Regions from separate parts of the Arabidopsis thaliana genome. Here region 1 is linked to region 2. A link is a contact called in public ChIA-PET data. All regions are on one chromosome and are shown on one strand. Each heading gives the region's core, a stretch centred on a gene start, on an enhancer-like site or on the middle of the called end of the contact. The rest is flanking DNA. Distances are from core to core; before and after follow the strand shown.

Evidence for each region. ChIA-PET counts read pairs in DNA pulled down with a chosen protein or histone mark.
Region 1: a contact with region 2 is called in an H3K4me3 ChIA-PET map of shoot, with 17 read pairs. The contact joins the promoter of AT5G01950 here to the promoter of SAUR21 in region 2. A contact is called at or near these places in 2 of 26 Hi-C or Micro-C datasets (callus and root) and 1 of 2 datasets of contacts at active chromatin or transcription factors (shoot).

What each region holds. Positions count from the first base shown.
Region 1 is chr5:366,607-372,114 of TAIR10.1, forward strand. AT5G01950 (Leucine-rich repeat protein kinase family protein) reads right to left here and starts at 3,689. Exons shown (of 20, transcript NM_120273.4): 1 at 3,289-3,689; 2 at 3,085-3,180; 3 at 2,679-2,931; 4 at 2,405-2,476; 5 at 2,227-2,298; 6 at 1,977-2,120; 7 at 1,813-1,884; 8 at 1,660-1,731; 9 at 1,508-1,582; 10 at 1,335-1,403; 11 at 1,189-1,257; 12 at 1,009-1,080; 13 at 828-914; 14 at 672-740; 1 more. The coding sequence starts at 2,926. AT5G01960 (RING/U-box superfamily protein) reads left to right here and starts at 3,633. Exons shown (of 9, transcript NM_120274.4): 1 at 3,633-4,114; 2 at 4,194-4,697; 3 at 4,784-4,860; 4 at 4,941-5,109; 5 at 5,266-5,354; 6 at 5,468-5,508. The coding sequence starts at 4,205.
Region 2 is chr5:316,475-321,685 of TAIR10.1, forward strand. It overlaps SAUR21 (ARM repeat superfamily protein), which reads left to right and starts at 3,875. Exons shown (of 1, transcript NM_120261.4): 1 at 3,875-5,211. The coding sequence starts at 4,509. AT5G00800 (a long non-coding RNA gene) reads left to right here and starts at 1,679. Exons shown (of 2, transcript NR_142435.1): 1 at 1,679-1,779; 2 at 1,856-2,001. It overlaps AT5G00795 (a long non-coding RNA gene), which reads right to left and starts at 1,932. Exons shown (of 1, transcript NR_142434.1): 1 at 1,679-1,932.

The sequences.
Region 1 (5,508 bases), core at 2,439-4,938, 50 kb after region 2:
GACTTTCACTTAGCTCTTAGCAGTCAGTCTAGATCTACTTGGGTAAAAAACACTTATTAGGCTAAAAAGGCACACCATATGAATAAGGCCCCTGCAGAGTGAAGTTGAGCAGTTCATACGGGCCAAATAAGTCACTACCAGGAAATCTCCATGAAGCGAATATGCCTCGGATTCTGAGAACTTCACTCTCGTTAAATGTTCTTGTATAGGTTTCATTAACTTTCGGAAAAAGTTTCAGATACATCCTCAGACGAGGCCCTTTCTCCCATTGATATGAGTCGATCCAGAGTTGATATGGTTCCATTTGAAGGAAATCGGTAACATACTCGCCAAATTGATCAATATATGGAGGGAAGTATGAGAAACTAGGACTTTTGAGACGATATCCAATTCTAAGAGGCGCTGCACAAAAGCATCGTAATGGGGATGCTGGACTGTATTCGTAGAAGTCAGGAGTGGGACAGGCAAGAGGAGGACAGTCCAGTGCAGAATTGGTTGAATTGTTTGGTAGTGATATCCACTCTTTGCCTTTGGACTCACAGAATAGGTTTGCGTTTGATATGCTTCCATTAGTGCAGATCAGATTGCCATCAAGCCTGGAGATTAATTAAACTTTCTGTAATAAGCATTCAAGACAGAAACAATGAAAAAGCTAGCCAAGGTACACATACCTTAAAGTGACATTTTGTGGAGGAGTTAGATCTCCTTGAACACGTGACAGAGAATTATTCCTAAGATCACTGTAGGAATTGAGAGAAAACAGGAAAATTAGAGAAGTTGATAAACTGCAAGTGAATGTAAGTGAAGTAGGGATACAATGACTTTACAGTAGAAGTCTAGCTTTCTTCGGAAAAGAGATATTCTTCCAAAGGGAATCAGGGACAGATCCAGATAACATATTGTTTTTCAGCAATCTGCAGAAGATGAGATTTTTATTTGCTAAGTCAACATTGCTACTCACAAGCTTATTCATTTTGGATATAAAGAAACATAAACATAAAAACTTACAGCATCTGAAGTAAAGGGAGATCTGAGAAGCTCTGCGGGATGGATCCGTTAAGTATGTTGTTTGATAAATTACTGTAAATTAACCAGTACAAAACCCAAAGCAGTAAGGTGTACGTCTAAACGCAATTGAAAGTCGGTTAAGAATAAAGGAAACATAAATAACAACTGTAAAAAGCATACATGGTTGTCACATCCTTAGAAAAATTAGAGGAAGGTATAGGTCCTGTGAGTTCATTCCAGCTAAGATCCCTGTAGCGAACAAGAAGCACAAACACATTCACAACACTGGAAAGAGAATACATGCATTGAGATTGATCAGAACTTACAAGTATTTGAGATGACGTATCTTGCTAAAATCAGGAAGTGCCCCTTTCAAACTACAATTTCTAAGACTCCTGTAAGTACAAAAAGACGAACAAACATAATAAGTTCTCTCTATAATCTTCTAAATGAAACAATCAAACAAGGACTTTAAAGATAACAGTGGCCTGAAACTTACAGCTTTAGAATATTCGAAAAGTTTCCATAGGAAGCTGGGATATCGGATCCACTGAAGTTGTTATTATCAAGTTGCCTGAAATTGAGGACAATAACCATAAATCAAACAAATTACTTGTAGAACGAGGTAAAACACACAATCGAGAAACATACAGGATTTGCAGGTTTGGCAATGCAGAGAGTTGTGGTGGAAGATTTCCAGATAATTTATTGTTGTCTAGCAGCCTGTAAAATTAGTTTGACCCCTTTAACCATCATGATGTAACAAATCATGGGAACAGTGGCAACATCGTGGCAATGACTCACACATGAAAGATGTTAGTAAGATTGGAAAGCTCAACTGGAATCTGGCCGGTCAACGAATTATTGTTGAAGTGACTGTACAAGGCCAAAAGAAAAATATATGAGATGATATTGAAAAAGCTGCGTCTCAGTTTGATATCACTGTCTGGCTTGATGTTCAGACTCACAGATGTTTCACTTTTTTCAAGTTGGAAAAGGACTTTGGTATTGGTCCTGTGATGTTATTCTCATCTATCTGGAACCTGTTCAAGTTCGAAAGATACCCGAGTTCGCTTGGTAAAGTCCCTGAAAGTTTGTTTCCATTCAGCAGCCTGCCCACAGGTTACAGAATCAGAAGATAAAGAAAAGGAACACACATGCTTATAAAAAATTGTTCCATCTAGAGCAATGATTATTTATCAGGTAGGTCCAACTTACAAGAGTACCAGGGATGATATCTGTCCTATCTCGTTTGGAATTGAACCACTTATATTATTCCACATGAAATCTCTTCATAGATGCCACACGAAAGAAATATTAGACAGTCAGTAGTGTAACCAAAATATAGGGCGTTCCAAAATAAACACTTTGCAAAGCTTTACATGTTGAAACTTACAATATTTCGAGATGAGCTAATTTTTGGAGCTCTGGTGACAAAGTCCCGGAGAGATTCATATTCATCAGCAGGCTGCTTGGCAATAAAAGGAAGGATCAGGGAAGGAATATCTGGTCATGTAAGCAACTGTTCCGAGAAAAGAGAAAAAAAAAAGACAACTGAACCAGCTTCTCCCAAAAGTAAAGCCTTTTAGTTAACTCCAGCATATATACAAGCAGACTAACAGCGAAAGCAAGAAGGTACATAAGAAGAAAAAAAAGAAGCAAATTCATACAGTTCTCGGACATGCAGGTAGTCGTCAGTACCAATCTCATTAAAGCAGATAACTCCAGTCCAATTTGATCTGCAAGGGTCGCCTCTATTCCAGTTTCTCAAATAATCTTTAGGGTCAAGTAGACTTCTTTTAACAGATCGTAAAGCAGTGACTTCTGAAGGGTGGGTTCTTTGAGCATCGGCAAGCAGAAGGACGCAACAACAGGCAACAAGGAGCGCATGTAGATAGAGTCTTTGAGGGAACACCATGGTGCCTTTGGAAAGCGTAACAGCGTAAGAAGCAGATAAATATAGACTGAGACCAAATATCCAAGCGCACAAGGAGCTCGTATTTAAGACAGAAATAGACACAGCAGGTCTAAAATTCAACCCCACGCAATTCAATAGCTCAAAGACAAGATCATTACCTCACTATTGAGATCAGCAATACTAGTACTAGTTCCCTAAGAGAATTTTCCAAAAAGGCAAGCGGATAAGAGAAAGCTTCTGGGATGGCAAAATCCCTGAAACGGGCGAGAGAAGTCAAAATATGCAGACGGCAATGCAGATCAAATCAAAACATCGGGAAAATGATGCAATTAATCGAGAGAGAAAAGGGGGGAAGAAATGACCTTGATGGGTGTTTGCTAGGTTTGATCTTGACTTGTCTGCCATTTTAAAAAGCTTAAACCTTCTTCCGTGGTCATAATTCGGAACTGGGTTGACTCTACCTACCTGCTCCACAAGTACCCTCGTGTGTGTGAGCCTTTTTGACCAATAGTAAAGTAGAAAGTAGAAAGAAAGAAACCCCTTTAGCCATTAGCCTGCATTTATTAGTATCAGCAACCCAACATTGACGGCGTTTCGAGACGCGCTCTTGTCCCTTTCTTCTCATGTCAGTCAACTTCTTTCTTTCTTCTCAGTCAGAGTCTCAGAGAGAGAGAGAGATATTTTATTCCTCCCCAATGGCTGGGGGCTGTAGTCACGCATGTTATTTTAGTAGGCTTGCATTAAAGCCCATTTAGGTTATAAGGCCCATAATGTATTTAATAGGCTGCCCATTTAGAGAAGACTGTCGTCGCTTCCTTTAAGTCAACCAACCCTTTGGATTAAATCCACAATGCAATTCGTCCAACTAAAAAACTCTCAACCGTTGATTTGATTCACACACAGACGAGACAAGACAATTCCGTCCCCTCTCTCTCTCTCTTTCCGCAGCTCGCCGGATCTCCTTTGTCTTCTTCCCCTGGGTTCCGTTTAGCTCAATCCCTTTTTAGGAAAGACTCCGTGGCTCGATCCTAGTCTTGGCGATCGCCTCTACCCTTTTTGACTCTATTCTTCTTCTTCTTCATTCATTTCCCCTCTTATTCATTGCCTTTAGGGTTTCTTACACGATATGAGCTAAATACGATTTTGATTTCACCCTAAGCTTTCTTCTATTGCTTCTCGTCGTTGCAGGTACTCTTTTTTTTTGTTTTTTGGAAAACGCGTTTTCTTTCCACCACTGTTAGCTAATCATCTTCATATATGCTTTTAGGGTTTTCTTAAATGGAAACGCCCGGCGCCAGTCATGATTCATTTAGGGGTTCTCCTCGTAGAAACTCCATCCTCTCTGCTTCTAACATCATCCAGGCCCCTATTTCTACCTTGTTAGAGTATTCGGGTCTCTTTCGAGCTAGGCCAAGTCCTAGTCATGAGGCTGAGACGCTTGTTAGTGATGATTCTTCAGGACTCTCCAATGGGGAGGTTGCCATTAGGATCATTGGCAACACCGAGCAGGATGCTGAAACTGATACCAATGCTCTGAGGGAACCCGGACACTCTGAACTCTTGGGTTCTTCTGCTACTCAGGTTGATCCCATGGGAGGTGCTTCAGAAGGTGCCTCTCAGGCTGCTCCAGGTGATCCTGCTGCTGGAGACGCCGCTTCCCGGGATTCGCCTTACCAAAGATATGATATTCAGCAGGCTGCACGCTGGATTGAGCAAATTCTTCCCTTTTCTTTGCTTCTGTTGGTTGTTTTTATCCGCCAGCATTTGCAGGGTACTATTTCATATCTCTCTCTCTCGTGTCTTTTCTGATGATTTCCTCCTGCTATTTGACTTTTCCTCCTGCTATCTCTCTCTCAGGGTTCTTTGTCGCCATTTGGATTGCTGCTGTCATGTTCAAGTCAAATGATATTCTCAAGAAGCAAACAGCTTTGAAGGTTTTCTTTTGCTTTTACTTGTTTCTTTTCCCATTCAATGTTCAAATGGGTCAGTCTTAAGTCTCTTTTAATGATTTCAGGGTGAGAGGCATATCTCGGCATTAATTGGAATCTCTGTAGCATTTACGGCCCATGTTGTTGGTGTTTATTGGTGGTTTCGGAAGGATGACCTCTTGTATCCCTTAATCATGCTGCCTCCAAAGTCCATACCACCTTTCTGGCATGCCATTTTTATCATAGTGGTGAATGGTCTGTACTTTCTCTCCTATATTTGGTTTCCCTTGCTTTAACGAGTCCACTTTCATCAGCTAACAGTTCATCAGCTATGCAGTATTCCCAATATGATTCGTTGTAGTATCCTGTTGGATCATTTGGTGCTTACTCACTTGTCCCTATATTCCTCAGATACACTTGTCCGGCAGGCCTCAATGATTTTCAAGTGTTTTTTGTTGATGTACTACAAAAACAGTAGGGGTCGGAATTATCGTAAACAGGTGATGTAGAAAAATATTCTTCTCTGTCCCCTTTAGCTGTATTCAGTTTCATTTGGCATGGCTCACTGTGGCGTCTCTGGGATACATAATTTGGTTATTCACTTCCAATGCAGGGTCAATTGCTAACTTTGGTTGAATATTTCATGCTTCTGTA
Region 2 (5,211 bases), core at 2,625-5,124:
TGTAATTTATCCAAAACACACAACGTTTTAAAGATTAGATAAATCGTACGTTACTATTTTCGCTGTCACGCTGTGCCCATTTGTACATATATATAAATCCAAGCCACACATAAATTAGTACTATTTTTTTTTGGTAGGCATAAATTAGTACTACAGTATTCACATAAAACCAAATCAACATCTTTTTTAATATATATAAATCCATTAAAAGACATGTACGGGAATAAAATAAAAATAAATTACCGCGTTAATAATGTGATGTACGAAAGATTTCATTTGTTTTTAATTTTGATTTTTTCTGATGCTGTTTCATGGAAGCTTCTTTCGTTGGGGAAAAAGAGAAGGAGGAAGGAAAGAAGCTCGTTAAATAATTACGAAATCAAGGTTCTGTCAATAAAAATGGATGGTTATATAATTGCCCCTTTTCTTTCGTTGGTTCGAAAGGTTGCTCCAATCAAAATATCTACTGATTTTGAATACATTATTAATTGTTGACAAACAAAATAAAAGAATACATTATTAATTTAGCTTGTTACTTTTGGTCCCATGCAAGATTAATGTGACCATATAACCCATTTTTACGACAAAATTTAACGATATAATATATATGACCATAAATAACTTCTGAAGTAATTAACAAAAGAAAACATAAATAAAATGAATTAAAAAAATGGAATATACGAGGTCCATGTTAATATGTTATAAACACGTTTACAAAAAAAAAAAAAAAACGTAATGCAAGAATAAATGAAGGCTGCAGGAAGAAAAATAAAGGGCTTTCGTGCAGAAGAAAGAAACGTACGATAACATAACTGATATCTCCCGTAAGCATTGTCTTACGTTTATTAATGGTCTGGCGACTATATAATTTCCATTAATTCAACATCTAATTACAGTATTTGTCCGTCCACGATATGCATGTATTGATATTTGATATCGTAAAACCAGAATTCTTTTTTTTTTTTTTTTTTTTTGAATACCAGGAGGTTCTGGGTCGAAGCCCGTAATTCCTCAGACCCGAAACCACATCATGTAATATTAGTTTCGTTCCAAGCGTCACTCGAACCGACGATCTCTAAGCTTCGCCTAGGGTCTTTACTAATTGAGCTAACGACGCTTGATAACCAGAATTCTTTTGTTAAACTGTATTTCTGGTATACATAGATTTACATTCGTTTCATCATGAAGATTAATTACAAACACTTAACGGTCAAAACACACAACATTCTTTTTTTCTCGATCTTAATAGACACGCGTCTTATGTCTATACATATATTATTATCATTAGTGAGTATAGAAAAATCTGAAAATGTTCTCGCTTCTATTGCAGGAAGTAGTTTTTTGTATATATGATTCATATTCTCACGACAAGTTTAATGTTATTACAATTGCTTACCGACAAATTTATTAGTATTTCATAATATCGCATACGCAGACTAGAATAAGAACTAAGGGAAACGTCAGTCAGTAGCCAAAATTTTGTTTAAATAACGCGAGAAAACTGTTTCAAAGTTATACGCAGCTGATTAGGTAAGCAGAAACCTAAATAAAGATTAAAACAAATTAAATTCTGATGACATCGACGGTTTAAATTTTATGGTTAGGCTAAGTCAATTTTCTACAATTCGTAAATATTAACCACCTACTCCTATTAAATTTGGATAGCAAATATACGAATAAAGAAAGAAATGGACTCCGGCCATAGATTTTTCAATTCTTTGCGCCTCAGTCATAAAATCAATTCTTTATCTTAAGATTATTGATGGTAACTCGGTATGGTGAGAACGATCTCTTCCGAGTTCCGACAACATTTTCTCTAAATGGGTTTCTTTATTTGTTTTAATAGTAGGAGATTAGTTGATCAAGGACCACACATCCAAGGTCCAAAAAGGAGAGCCCGCATCAATTAAAGTATCCCATGGGGACACAGGGAACATGCATGGTTAGGTTTCTGCATATTCTCCGATCCATTCCTTGCTTTCGCTATTTACTTATTTCTCAACATTTATTGTTACAATTATTAATTATTCATTTATTTGTATCTTTTAACGTGTGCCAAGTAAATTGATTTTGTGTCCAGGTTCAAGTGCAAGAAATACTAGTATAAAACTAAATAATGCTTATATCATATGTTTGGTCTGACGATACCTTGATGGTGAAATCTCTTCGATATCTGGTTCTTATTATGAACCATTTTCATATATATTAAATAAAAATCAATACATATATACACGTTGAAGTAATTTTTATATGGACTTAAAGAATTGTGTCGAGTATGTGGAGTGAGTCAGCATAAGTCGGGATAATTTTGTCTGCTTCCTCGCAAATAATTAAACGGTGATGTGCATATTTAACTAACTAAATGTATGTTTTTTTATCATATAGTTTATGGGCATCGCGTAATATACAAATCAGATGACAACGCTGAAGGAGGCACTCATTGATCGTGAGATTGCTTACTGTTGACCAAAAAATAAGTGTTAGTGAATTAGAATAATCTTACGTAATGAAGTCCCCACATACGGTGATGTGAGTATATATGAATTGCAATAGATAATAAAGTAAATAGTCGAAGTTAATTATATACAACAACCAAAAAAAAATAACGCAAAGATAATTATATACTACATTTATGAAATTCCAGCAGAAACAAAAAAACATGGTTTCAACCTTCAACTGTTAAAATTATTGATTTAATCCTACAATTTCAGGTTCATTGATCCATCACTACTATTATCAAATGTTGATTCTGCACTAAAAAAAAAGATTATAAACCATTAACCCAAACTTTCCCTGGGTTGAAAAGATAAATAATGGAACAACGTGAATAATCTGTAGAAGTCCATGATGTAATCATTGATCAAACCCGATCACTACAGGCTTTTCAAACACGTTTAAGGTAGTAACAACAAATTAGTATTTTTTAAAAGATTAGACACAAATTGGCTCCGTTACACAGCCTATGAAGTATGAACAGTTCCAAGACATTTAGCTGCAGTATCAACAACACTAATTATATATCCTCGAAAAGCCCAATAAATGCTTCTATACATATTAAATGGCCCAAAGTTCTTTGTTCTTGTATATTATTAGCCCTCACGACGGAACTATTAATCAATTTAATCTCATAAGAAAGCCCAAATGTATTCCCTTTATTTTATTGGCCCAAATGCTTTGCTATTTATTTTTTTGGGTCCGAGATAGAATTCAATAAACTATTTGTGTTATAATAATTATTCAGCCTAGTGTTGGATTTAGACCCAAAACAAAAATAACATCATCCCTACCAAAAATCATAAACTTAGAATAAGAAATTCAATGTTCCCATGTCCAATAGTTTTAATAAAAACGTATAAGATGTGAGTTGATCGATATAAAAAAGCAATATAGATATTGGAACTTTGTAGACATTATTACAATAATTAATCCAATTTTTTAAGTCTGTACATCAAGGCATTGCGTATGAGTGGTGCCATTGCAATCCATATAAGCTACATTCTATTGTTTCTCAATTTTCAACTATTTAAATAGATACCCAATAGCCATTATATTAAATTGACACTGAGAAGTGCGTGATGATTCTTGATTTGTTATGTGGATCTTTTCTTTGGTTGACAACAACAACAAGAAAAAAAAAAATTTAAACAATAATTTTTTTGTGTAAAATTTTAAAAATGCAAACATCTCATAATTTGCTTTAAAGGGAAACTACTCGTTTAAAATAAAAGGAAAGGTAACTTTGGTAATGGAAACATTTTGTTATATAATTTGAGAAATACTACTAGTATTCAATAATTCACCGGAAAGTGGAGAGAGCCAGCAGAGCAGATTCAATTATAAATTATGAAAAAATTAGAATGATTAGTTATGTGAGTATATATAATTTAAATATATTGAAAAAGAGAAGACGAGATCAATTCTCTCTAACAAACTTGTACCAACTGTTGCATTCTTATGTCACCAAAACGAAGACCTTATCTTCATTCTTACATTTCTTATATATTGTAATCAGTGTTGCTCGACAACTCACGAGGCGTGTAGGCGTGTGTTATTCTAAAAAACTGTAGTTATGGAAGAAAATCCAAAGCAGTCATTAGATAAAACTGGTTTTAGATTAAAACTAAGCTAAGTTATGGCCTATGGGTTAGTTGTGAAATAAAAATTGGGTTTGGTCTAATTTCGGCCAAAAAAACATTACCATAAGAGAAAAAGTCAAAAGAGAAGGGAATGTTTGACCTCTCGCCTCTCGTGCTCCTCTGTAAGGCGGCTTTGTCCTCTCTGCGACTGACTGACTTCTTCTGACGGCTCCGTCCACCGTCGTCTCTTCTTCCGTTACGACTTTTTCTTCCAATTAAATAACTTTAACCAAAGGAAAATTTGAAACGCCAGCTCCTCTCTCCGTGTAACAAACCAACAACTACAACCAACAAGAGCTTAGAGCTCTCTTTCTTTCTTTCTTCTTCCTTTTCTCTTTTCCATTCCTAAACAAAAGTCTTTCTTCCTCATCAATGGCTGTTACTCTTGATTCTCCTTCTCCGGCGAGAAAACGTCGCCCTTTGGTCGTCGGGTCATTCGAATCTCCGAAGCTTTCTTCAGATACCAAACTGACTCGGTCTCTGTTTCTGGCGTCTCATGAGATTTCTTCTATGCAGCCTCTCCCATTCATTCTCCGACGCAATTCTCTCTCCCTCATTCGCAAAGTGAAGATATTAGCTTCCGTCTTCGATGAGCTTCTTCTCCCTCGTTCCCAACTTGTCGTCTACTCTCAATCCGCTCATCTCTGCTTCGAAGAAATGCAAATCGTTATGCAACGTATCAAGTCTTTGATCGATGACTGTTCTCGTGTTAGCAAACTCTGGCTACTCTTGCAGATCGACATCGTTGCCTTCAACTTTCACGAGCTTGTCACCGATTTATCCACCGTTCTTGATATTTTACCGCTCCATGACTTTGACCTCAGCGACGACGCCCAAGATCTCATCTCTCTCCTTACAAAACAATGCTCCGATTCTGTTCAGTTCGTCGACGCCCGCGACGTTGCTCTCCGTCGTAAAGTCACCGATACAATCGCCGGGATCAAGCACCAGATCTCACCGGATCACTCTACTCTCATCAAGATTTTCAACGACCTTGGTTTATCCGATTCTGCTAGTTTGACCGACGAAATTCAGAGATTGGAAGACGAGATTCAGGATCAGATCGACGACAGAT